Regions from separate parts of the Mus musculus genome. Here region 1 is linked to region 2. A link is a contact called in public promoter capture Hi-C data. All regions are on one chromosome and are shown on one strand. The core of a region is the stretch at or near the end of the contact, and the rest is flanking DNA. Distances in the headings are between cores, read along the strand shown.

Region 1 (5,690 bases), core at 676-3,175, 370 kb after region 2:
AGATTATATATAACAGTCATGTTACGTATAAAACTGGATGCAGGATAACATTGGAAAGTATTCAGATTATCTTTATAGCCAGGCAGTTTTGGCACACCCTTAATTCCAGCACCTAGGAGGCCGAGGCAGGTGGATCTCTGTGAGTTTGAGGCCAACCTGATCTATGGAGTGAGTTCCAGGACAGCCAAGGCTACACAGAAAAACCCCATCTCAGAAACAACAACAACAACAACAACAACAGAAAACAAACCAGAACCAAAAACCTTCATAAGCTGGTTCTCAGGTGTGGGGAAGTGCCATTTCTTTGGAGAAGTACTGTTAAATAAACTTGTCAGCTCCTGGACTGTTTTCTAGGGCACAGTCCATCAGCTGCAAGTGTGAGGGGAGCACTGCAGCTGTTAGTGAGCCAGAGGGAAGACCCTGAGGACCAGAAGAGGGGAGCACGGTGAGCAGCGTGCTGTGTGTGTTGGTGCGCCATGCTCTTTGCTGTCCTAGACTTGTGTCCATCTCCAGTCTTACCTCAACACAGGACACGCAGACTCAGTGTCTGCACAAAATAAGTCCTCTTTAGAGATGGTGCATACTTAGAGAGCAAGGTTTTCAAAGTATAAATATTATGGGAAAAGCCTGAGCCTTCGGATCCACGCAGCACCATAGGAAAAAGAAGCCTGCCTTGTTGATGAAGAAAGTAGTATAGGTCCTTAACAGGATACACTAAAAACTCAGTAACTGCTTTCTGCTGTATTTGGGAATCCTTCCCGTGTATAAAACATGACTTCAGTTTCCCTGCTACCTGCTACAGCCCCACCCTGGCAGCGCTCAGTTCTCATAGACAGTTCAGGTGCTGTCCTATCCAGCAACTGGTTGTTCCTTTCAGGAAGTTTCTCTGTTGTCCGAGTTTTCTTTCTGAGCCATTTCTTTACTTTTATAAACTGATTTTTAATCTGTTGTGTGTTTAGAGACTAGTCTAGTTTTAAAGATTGAATTCTAGATAGAGAATGGTATTATTTCTCTGACATAAATCCACTGGGTTCATATATGTAGAATTTTGTCTTCATTCTTGAAGTCATTGGATGTAAAACCTGATCCTGTCAGAGTCCCTCTCTTAGGTTTCCAGTTCATTGGCAAGGAGGGTTGCCCTGAACAGTTCTGGGGATCTTTGTACTGGGTGAGGTGTGTTAGTTTAGCAAGCCCCAGTGTGTACAGCCACCACACACCACACCACACCACACCACACCACACCACACCACACCACACCACACCACACCACACCACACCACACCTCATGGGATGTAGGAATGACTGACAGCAAGCTGGTTTGTTCACTCTGAGTTTTAGGTTATTGGTGAAAAGGAGGCGTGAACATTAGTAAACTCACAGACACAAGCGGAGAAGAGTTGAGAGACTGCGTGGGCTTGTCTGGGAAGTGCTGTTCTGAACTGAGGGTTAGTTAATGTTTTAGTCTGTTGTTGCTTTGGAGATTGAACACAAGGGCCAGAAACATGCTACGCACACTCCAGCCTTGGACCAGGGTTTGAGAAGTAGGAAAGAGTTGAAGTGGATGAAGCGACAGGATTGGTGACAGAAAGGACAGCAGGCTTTGTCGGTGGGTGATGCAGAATGTTTCTTCCAGGACTGAAGGCCAGCGTGGCTCTCAGAAGGGCTGTGCGGGGCTGTGGAGTCAGGAGAGCCCAGTCTGAGGGCAGAGTGTGGGTCAGCATCGGCAGGCTGAGAAACTGGAATGGCCTTCACCGTCAGAACAAAGCTTGTCTCCAGGAAAGTGGAGATTGGAGATGAGGTGACTGGGAATCAGTGTAGTGGTGACAGTGACTCTACAGAGGGGGGAGACATCATGGATGGCTGAGTGCACACAGACAACTCTTAGAGAGCCCTTCCTCAGTCTTGTGAAGGCCTCCCAGTGGGCCCTCTCACAGTGCCTCCCGGACAGGCTGTTGCTGTAGTGCTGGCAGAGTGAAGGCAGGTCCCCCAGGAGTCGCCGCCACTTTCCCGTGCTTGATTGACATTTGTTCACAGACAAAAACTGGCCTTGGAAGTCTAATGTTCCCAACTGGCAGTGGTGTGTGCTTCTCTATGACTGTGTTAATCAGGGACATAGATGGCCCTTATGTTGCTACACTCTGACACAAAAAGTTTCTCAGCAAACACAACTGGAAATATTTATTAGTGCAGAGAAATTCCAGGTCTTTTTTTCTTGCGTGTGTGGCCTAATTTCAGACGCTCTGCCCCAGCCTCTGCTTCCTGCTCTCTCTCTGCTGTAACTAGCACTGTTTTCCCACAGGCGCTTCACGGCTGACAGAGGATTAACTGGTTAGTGCTTCCGCCAGTGGCCGCGTCCTTTGTGTAGCTAGCTGTCTCTCAGTGTGCCTCTGTTGAAGTTACAGCAGACAAGTGCTAGCTTTTGTGGCAGATGTGACCAGGTGTGAGAGACAATGCCTGGAGTCTCTCATGGAGCAGCTGCTCTTGTTTCTGTGGTAGAATTACCTGGACTTCCAAAACCACCGATGGTCACTAGTACACTAGAGATGGACTCATTCCTCATCAAGGTAGGATTCAGCCATTCAGTGCAGTTGTGGGGCATCAGAGGTCACCGCACACCAGAAGCCCTTCTCTTCATACCTTGCTCTTTGAGACAGTTAGCTCTCCTGTATCCACGGTCACCTCCAGCCACTCTTGCTTGAAAGATGGAGTTATCCAGCTCAAGGCTTTGCTCATGGATCATGAATCAGGGCAGCTTCTGTTTTGGTCCAGAATGGGAGGATGCTCCTGTGGGCCGTGTAATACGAGTTTTGTAAGGTGGGAGTGTGTCAGCCCAATGGCAGGAAAGCGCTCACCAGTTGACATAGGGCTGAGGTTGCTTTCTGTGGTAAAGATAAACGAAGAACAGTTCTTTCTGCACTGACTGAGGGAAAAACCTTAAGACCTGCCTCCTTCCTTAAAAATTAATTGCATTATATGGCAGTTAGCTGGAGTGACTTCATTTTGTCCAATGCCCCAAAGGTTAGTTTTCCTTATTGTATGGGACGTTCATTTGAACATTGCCATTTATAGCAGAAGTATAGTATAGATCAGTAGCAGTTTGTGGGTGTTTGGGTCCCCATTTTGTGTGGGTAAGGACAAGGGGACATATAATAAATAAGGAGTAGTTTGGAGGCATGGTTAGAAAAGAGGAACTTGGCTTAGGTTCAGACATGTGTGTGTGTGTGTGTGTGTGTGTGTGTGTGTGTGTGTGTGTGTGTGTGTGCGCGCGCGCGCGCACACTGCTATAGCTTTCGGGGAAGGCTCTGCTGGCCTGTTTTTCTTTTACATTTTGTTTTTAGTTATGTCCATGTGAATGCTGGTGCTTCTCTGAGACTCGAGGCAGTTGTGAGCTCTGGAAGTGGGTGTTAGGAATCCAGCATGGGTTCTGGCATAGAGCAGTGGGTTACAGCCATCTCAACAGCCAATCTGTCTCAACAGCACCCTCCTTGGCTTAAGTTAGCATCGAACTTTTGCTTGTTTGCATCGAGGTGTTGCATCATGGTGGGTTGAACTTATCTCCCCTAGAACTTGGAGGCTTTTTTGTTTTTGTTTTTGTTTTTTCGAGACAGGGTTTCTCTGTGTAGCCCTGGCTGTCCTGGAACTCACTCTGTAGACCAGGCTGGCCTTAGAAATCTGCCTGCCTCTGCCCCCCGTGCTGGGATTAAAGGCCTGTGCCACCACTGCCTGGCTTTGGAGGCTCTTTTTGAGGGATGGAGCTTGTCTTGTTTATCATTAATGCTCCTGTTCCCATATCTTATTAATAAATATCCCTTGAAACATTTTTTGACTTTAATTGCTTATGAGTTAGTGAAGTGTTTGCTGGTGTACTCAAACGATGCTCTAAGTTATATCTCTAGAGTCTGCAGGCTGCACGGTAGAAGGAGAGAACTGACTTTAATATATACACATTGAAAAAAAATCTTTTTTTTTTTTTTTTTTTTTTTTTTTTTTTTTTTGTTTTACCTAGCTTTGAGGTGATATTTTTGGGAACAGCAGTTTGGGTTTCTTTATGTTATATAGCACTAAGAATTTGGGGGCTTCATCGTGTGAGTTTTCCCAGAGGTAGAGTTTGTGTTTTCCAACTGTGCTCCCCCAGGTCACGTGAAGGGGAGGGTGAGGCCCACCTTCATGTGTTGTAGGTGGAGGCTGTATTGCCGGAGGCTTCTGCCGAAGCAGTGTGCACGGTGAGTCCTGTCTGCTGCAGCCAGGGTCTGTAGGCTCTGAGGGACTTGTCCTGAGTCCCATGGTCATGGCCAGCCTTCGCTGGAGAGGGAGGTGGGGTTTCCTTTTGCTTTGCGATGCACCTCCCGACAGGCATGGTTCAGGGTAACCATTGTCCTCTGCAGCCTCTTGAAACTTCCTAACAGCTGACTGAGTCACTGTAGGAATTCATAGTCACTCACAAAAACCAGTTTCCTGGTGACTAAGTTTGCCACATTTAGTTGTGTGGAAGTGGATATTGAAAAAAAAAATCCTAACTTACACAACTTACTGCTCACACATTAGCTACTACTTTGAAGTTGATAAATGCCAATATAGATCTTCTAAAGTCTTTCAAAAAAGTTTAACATTTGTTATTAGATTTGATTTGAAATGTATTGATAATTTAAATGTAAGATTATTAGAGAACTGAGCTATAAATATGCTGTAAATTCTTTCTTTTTTTGCTTTTTTTTTTTTTTGGGAGGGGGAGAAAGGGTCACAAATACGGCCATATCCAATTGTAGAACTCTTGTCCAAGCTGAACTTGAGCTCACAGGGACCTGCCTGTGCCTGGCTCTTGAGTGCTGGAATTAAAGGAGTTCTTGACCATGCCTGTTGTAAACAGTGTCTTCGTTTATGTGCCTGTGTGTGTGTGTGTGTGTGTGTGTGTGTGTGTGTGTGTGTGTGTGTGAGACGAGATGTTCATGGAGGAGAGCAGTATGAGTAACTGATCCTGTATGGCCTGCATGTCCTGAAGTGGATTAGCGATGGCTTATCAGTGAAGTGTTGCGCAGTGTCAGAACCACACAGCTCCATAACCCACCGCTGCTCTGAAGGACAGAGCAGGATGGCACACCTCAGAGTCCATCATCTAGAGACGGGTTAGTGTAAACTTGCAGGTTTAATTTAGAAAGCTGGAGAAGCTGTTCTATGTGGGTAGTTCACACGTGGGTGCTGCTCACATGATGCAGTGACATTCTTCACAGGAGGAGTCCTCACTCTGACTCTGTCAGACATTCAGATTGCAGCTGTAGTAGTAAGACCTTTCCCAGATGTCACCTTGCAGAGACCAGGATTGTAATTTCGTGCATTTCCTTACAAGTGCCCAAAATTTAGTTAAAGTAGAAGTTTCACGTACACAGGATTTTGAACTTTAAGGTAAAGCAATAAGTGAATTATGAAATTTTATTTCTTAAGAGTATCTGTTCACCATTGTTAATCTAATTTTGTGTAAAAGTAACAAGAGAAAATTGTGTTGTGTTATTTAAGCCATAGTAGATTTAAAATTGAGTTCAAATCCATTATACTTCCTTTTCTCTTCCTTTGGTTAAAATATATTCTGGCATTCTCTGGGCATCCAGCCAGTTCTGAAATAACTGCCTTTACTGAAACGGTTTTTGTGATGTCTACATAAGCTGTGAGATTGGAATCTTCATTTGTTGGACATA
Region 2 (5,466 bases), core at 962-3,461:
AACCGGTGATGTACCATCTGGGACCATGGTGGGATCCTGGCCTGTGCTGCCACCAGGAACCATGTCTGGGTCCGTGGCCCTGTAGTAACGGGTCTGCTACCACCAATGGCCAGGCCGATGTCCCTGGTCTGACAGGTTGATGTCTGAGGGTTATGCAGAACCGGCCCCACCCCTCACCTGATCATCATGGCAGAGCTGGTCCTCTAAGGGGGATATGGGAGTAGCGGCCCTGACCCTGCCCTTAGCCAGCTGCAGTGCTTGGGAGAGCAGGCCCATACACTGCAGGAGTTGCGGGTGAGCTGGCCCAAGGATGTGAGCGTAGGAGAGCAGACCCTGACACTTATCTTCCTTGTGGTGACATGGATAAGGGACTGATCCCCTCCCCTCTTTGCTCTCAGCACCTGAGGAGAGCTGTCCCTGCCCCTCACCTGCTGCAGCTCTCAGGAGAGCAAGCCCCCACACCTCACCTGGACAGCACAGTGGAGCTGACCCTGATGGCCAGGGCTCAGGTGAACTGGCCCCAAGGGTGTGAGCACGGGGGAGCTGGCCCAGCAATTTTTTCCCCCTTTGGTTTTTCAAGACAGGGTTTCTCTGTATAGCCCTGGCTGTCCTGGAACTCACTTTGTATGTAGACCAGGCTGGCCTCCAACTCAGAAATCCGCCTGCCTCTGCCTCCCAAGTGCTGAGATTAAAGGCGTGTGCCACCAGTGCCCGGCTCCAGCAACTTTTTTGTGGTGTGGCAACTTGGGTGAGGGAGAGATGCCCTCCTCCCTCACCTACCCTCACCCCTTGCCACCTATGGCCCCAGGGTCGTGAAAGTGGGAGAACTGGTCCTGTCCCTCACCAGCTGCAATGCTCAGGAAATTGGGCCCTGCATCTCCCCTGGGTAGCAAGGTAGAGCTGGCCAGGATTGCAGGGGTTGCTGGTGAGTCGGTTCTGAGCAGGAGAGCCAGTGGACTGACTGAGCAGCTCTGCTACTTCTAGGGCCCAGATCCAGGGCTTTGAGTTGGCTCACCCCAACATCTACCGTCATTGATGAACTGCCGGGGTGCACAAAGGGGCCAGTCCTACAGATCCAAACTTCAGGATCTCCATGACACAGGGCAACAGCAGGCTATCTGAGAGGCGTCCCAGTGAGGAATCAGCATTGATAGAGTAATGGAAGTCAGAGAGGCCTCTTATCAGACTGATGAATTCTTGCAATGAACATTTGCAAGCAAAGACGTGTGGACAAGAGGGTACACTGTGTGACACTGGGACACACTACAGCTTCTAAGAAGAGGTTTTTTTCTCTGCTGGGGGTGGGTCGAAAGGGTATAGGCTGGGTATGAGAGAGGAGGGGGACACGAGTGGGACTGGGGTGCATAATGTGAAATTTACAAAGAAACTAATAAAACTTTAAAAAAAAAAATGGTACTGGTGTGATGGCTCAGCAGTTAAGAGGACTTGCTGCTTCCAGAGGACCTGGGTTTGATTCTCAGCACCCACACGGTGACTCACAGCCATCTGTAAGTCGATCGGGTTCCAATACTCTCTTCTACCCTGTATGTACTAGGCATGAACATGGTAAACCCACATACATGTAGACAAAAGACCATACCGATAAAAATAAATCTTTGAAATTTCAAAATAAAAAAAGGTCCAAGGCAGGCTCCAGGGACCAACATCTTTCTGAAGAGGTAGCATGGGGAAAGGCAGATGTATACCTGGGGCAGTGCCTGTCGCCCGTCCGACCCCCATCAGCTAGGGCCTCAGTCACATGGTGGATTTTTAAAAGTTTCGGGAACTTCTGTGTAAGGGTGTCCCTAAAAGTTCCTTAGCAGCCTCTGTTTGGAGCTATGCTGGCTCCTATAGGCTTATGCAGCGCCCTTCCCCCGTGCTGAACACAAACCTTCCGGGTGGGTGTGAATCTGGACGGCCCTTCAGACTAAGCTCCTTGGGCTCCATCCTGGCATCCAAACCTGCCTAGGTTTTTTGCCTGAAGTCTGAGCTTAGCGCTAACCCAAGACAAATAGTGTCAAGGCAGCTCACCCGTCGGTTCGGCTGATTTATTTGACACAAATAAGCTCGCTGACCTGATTTAGCCTTGCGGGGGACCACAGACCAAGTCAGGCATGATCTTAAGGCTCTTGCTATTTGGCTGCAGCCAACGCGGCTCAGTGCTGGTGGCTGACGGCACGCACAGTGGTAGTTGCTGACTTTGCCACTTGGTGGCGCCAGTTGCATAGGTTTTTTTTCTATCCCTGGTGTGAGCCTGGTGTTGACTGCGGATCAGACTTCCCCAGGATGCCGCCAAAACAATGACTATGGGTAGAGAGCTATCTGGTGGCAGCAGCAAATCAGGACTCCTTCCTAGACCTGGCATTTTGGGGGGACCAGGGCCCTCAGAGGAGGAAATAAACCTGCTGGCGATGAGCTACTGTCTCTCGGCGCCCCCCTTCTCAGCCTCGGTCCCGGCCAGGACAAAGCATAGGTAGATCTTCTTAGCCATCCTTCAGTGACAGGGATTAGGAGCACGAAGGGACCATTCCCACTACGCCTTCTCTGAGGTGTTCATCGCTTTGATCTCCTAGGTGGAAGAAGATACCGACTCTCTGTGGTTCTTCTCCGTTCAAGGTCACACACAAACCATCTGCCTGGTGAGAAATCCAGACCAGGTGTCTCCAGGTATCTCCGGAGGGCACCTCGTGAGCATGCCCTGTGCGACATGGTGCTAAATAGGTCGCTTATGATTCAACTGCCACCCACCCTCCTGACCTAGGTAGGTCTTCTCATCTCTGTTTTATGGACACAAATTCAGGGGAGATTTGCACTGGCTTCCTGGCGTTAGCCAGGGGTACCCTCCACTGGGAAGACAGCTCCTGCTATATGGGAAGTGGGGTCCCTAGGAGTAGCAGGTTAGGTGTTTGCCCTGAAATTGGCCTGGGATTGGGACTATTGTTTAAGCAAAAGTTTACACTAAAAAGGTTTTTTTTTTTTTAGAAAAAAAAAAGACATTATTCATTATTTTTAGTTGTGTGTGTGTGTACAAGTGCAGGTTCCCACGGAGGTTAGAGGCCCTGGAGGCCCTGGAGCTAAGTCCCAGACAGTTTTTAGCCACCTGACATAGGCACTAGGAATAGAAACTGGGTCCTCTTCTACTCTTGACCACTGGACCTTCTCTCCAGCCTCCTTTTCTATCCCCTGGTCCTCGACTGTCCTAGAAGGGGAACTTAGCATTTTAGGCCAGCTCTGACAAGTGGCTGCATCTTACAGTCCTGTGGTCCTTGTCATAGGCTGAGTTGTGAGTCCCCAAAGTCCTAAGTTGCAACCTTAGCCCCATATTGTTTTTTAGGAGGGAGGGCCTTTAAGGAAATGATCGATGGGTGGGTGGGTCGATTCAATAAGTAAAGGCTCTTGCTGCCAAGCCTGACAACACGATTGTGACCCCTGGGACCCACATGGTGGAAGGAGAGAAACCACTCCCAATAAGTTATCTTCTGTGTACAGTGGCACACCTATACATAAACACATGCTAGGAAAATCATTGTGATTTTAAAATAGGAAGGAGAAGAAGGAGAAGAAGAAGAAGAAGAAAAAGAAGAAGAAGAAGAAGAAGAAGAAGCTGAATTCAGAGGAAGCACTATGATAAGCCTAGCTCAGTGTCCTTACAGGAAGAGAGAAAGAGAGAGGGAGGGGGAGAGGGAGGGGAAGGAGAGAACGCTGCAGACATCATCGGATCCCTGTAGCATCTTTGCTAGCCTCTGATTCTGCATGCTGCTTTTCCTCCATCCCAAATGTATCTAGCAGATACATTTCTGCAAAGCCACTAACAGAGGTATCTCCTACATCCCTATGTCCCAAAGTCCTACAGCCCCACCCCCTGCCCACTCCATAAAACCCGTACTGTGATCTGCTTTACACATGAGGGTAACGAGCCAGAAGCAGTGAGGTGAGACACAACCACTTCTCATTTCTCACTCTTTCCTCCCTCCCAGCTTCTTAGATCCCTGGACTGTTGCTTTTAGTGTGTGTAGGTGACAGGGGAAATGGGGGGGGGGGGCTTCAGATAAAGACAACCCTTGCTCTTCCTCAGGTTCTCTTTCCTACTTTCAATCTAATCATATCTCCAAGTCACAGCTGAGGGCTTTCTGGATGGAAAGTCATGGCCAGACAGTTTAGCACCATGTCTGGCGAACTTTCTCTGTAAGGGGAAATGCATTCAATGGATAGGTTCAGCTTTGTGAACCCACTGACAATTATGAAAGCCGGCGTGCAAACAAATGAGGTCTGCTTATGTACCAATAAAACTATTTACAAACACAAGCCAAGGGCCGAATTCAGCCTTCGACCCTCGTTTTGTGGCCCCCGGTTTAGTGGGCCAGCCGTTATGCTCAAGATCCTTCCACGCTGTCCCAGTTATAGATTCTAAATGAGAGGGAAACAGAAATCTTTCCCTAAGTGCTCTTGAGTGCGTTGCTCGAGAGCAACAAGAAACAGCCTTCACAGGACCTTGACCAAGAAGTAGGAGCAACAGGAATTTGAGTTTTTAACCCCAGAGCAGATGCTTAGAAAAGAGGATTCCACTCACTTCCCGCTACCCCTTGGTGGAAGGCTGGGTATTTTAATTAGCAAATGTTGGCAAATTGCTTTTCAGAAAATGTTAAAATGTTTCATGTTCTAAGTGCCAAGAGCCCTAATTAACGCTCCTTAAAGATACCACCTGGAACTGTGATCTTTTGTTGCTCGAGGTCTAAGCTTGCAAGAATAACCCACAGAGGAAAAACCTAGTTTTTTAAGCAAACCGACCCCAATAAAAACATCTCTGTCATGTAGTCGCCTTTACTTCCTTCTGTGGCATGTGGTTCTCAGCACCTGCCGTGTGAAAGCCGCACTCTCTGAGGTGGTGGCTGGTTCTGGGTATAGTATCTGATGGGAACAGGGTAGGAAACGAATTAACCCATCCATTTGTGGTCTGCTGGAGGCTGAGCCCTGGTGGGTCAAGATTATGGAGAAGAGGGGCTTGCGGCTGCCTTGTCACCAGGCTGAGGATAGCTCTCACCTGCTGCAGCCTGATCAGGCAAGCTGGGTGTCTCTGCTTTGTTACTCTTAACAGCTGGGTAATGAATTGGCTCCCCAACACTCCTGTTTCTCATGTGGTTGCTGCGGAGACAGAAGCAGCCCCGATCTGTGTCGATGTCAGGAGCCAGGGAGACAGCAATGAATGCCACTCTAAACCATGTGTCAGGGAGGACGCCTTATCCATCTGATGAAGTACCTAAGTTAACTCAAGTGGCAGGATCAGGCCAGGGGGAAGAGAGGCTGGCAGGGGCAGGATCCTGATTAGGGTGAGATTCTGAGTCTGACCATTGGTCCTGATGCTCCTAATGGTTGGGACCAAACTAGACAGCCTGGCATCATGAGCTATCTCCCCATCCCAGATGCCATCAGCACCTCCCAGAGGGGAGGTAAGAGTCCAGGTGGTCC

The links. Promoter capture Hi-C pulls out the DNA fragments that hold promoters and counts their contacts.
Region 1: a contact with region 2 is called in a promoter capture Hi-C map of the C10 cell line. The contact joins two enhancer-like sites. A contact is called at or near these places in 10 of 39 promoter capture datasets (the C10 cell line, the HPC-7 cell line, cranial neural crest and 7 more), 1 of 15 datasets of contacts at CTCF or cohesin (large pre-B cells), 2 of 484 Hi-C or Micro-C datasets (bone marrow and uterus), 5 of 115 datasets of contacts at active chromatin or transcription factors (the NIH/3T3 cell line, T-cell acute lymphoblastic leukemia, embryonic basal ganglia and 2 more) and 1 of 9 other capture datasets (embryonic stem cells).

Annotation. Positions count from the first base shown.
Region 1 is chr5:118,633,711-118,639,400 of GRCm38.p6, forward strand. All of the region lies in intron 2 of Med13l (mediator complex subunit 13-like), which reads left to right. Among named protein-coding and RNA genes, the nearest start is that of Med13l, 76 kb to the left of the region's middle. Within about 2 kb of position 1,926, at least 75 of the 459 cell types and tissues checked have an H3K27ac peak or open chromatin away from gene starts, as enhancers often do.
Region 2 is chr5:118,266,995-118,272,460 of GRCm38.p6, forward strand. No RefSeq gene overlaps it. Among named protein-coding and RNA genes, the nearest start is that of Gm25076, 3.3 kb to the left of the region's middle. Within about 2 kb of position 2,212, at least 12 of the 459 cell types and tissues checked have an H3K27ac peak or open chromatin away from gene starts, as enhancers often do.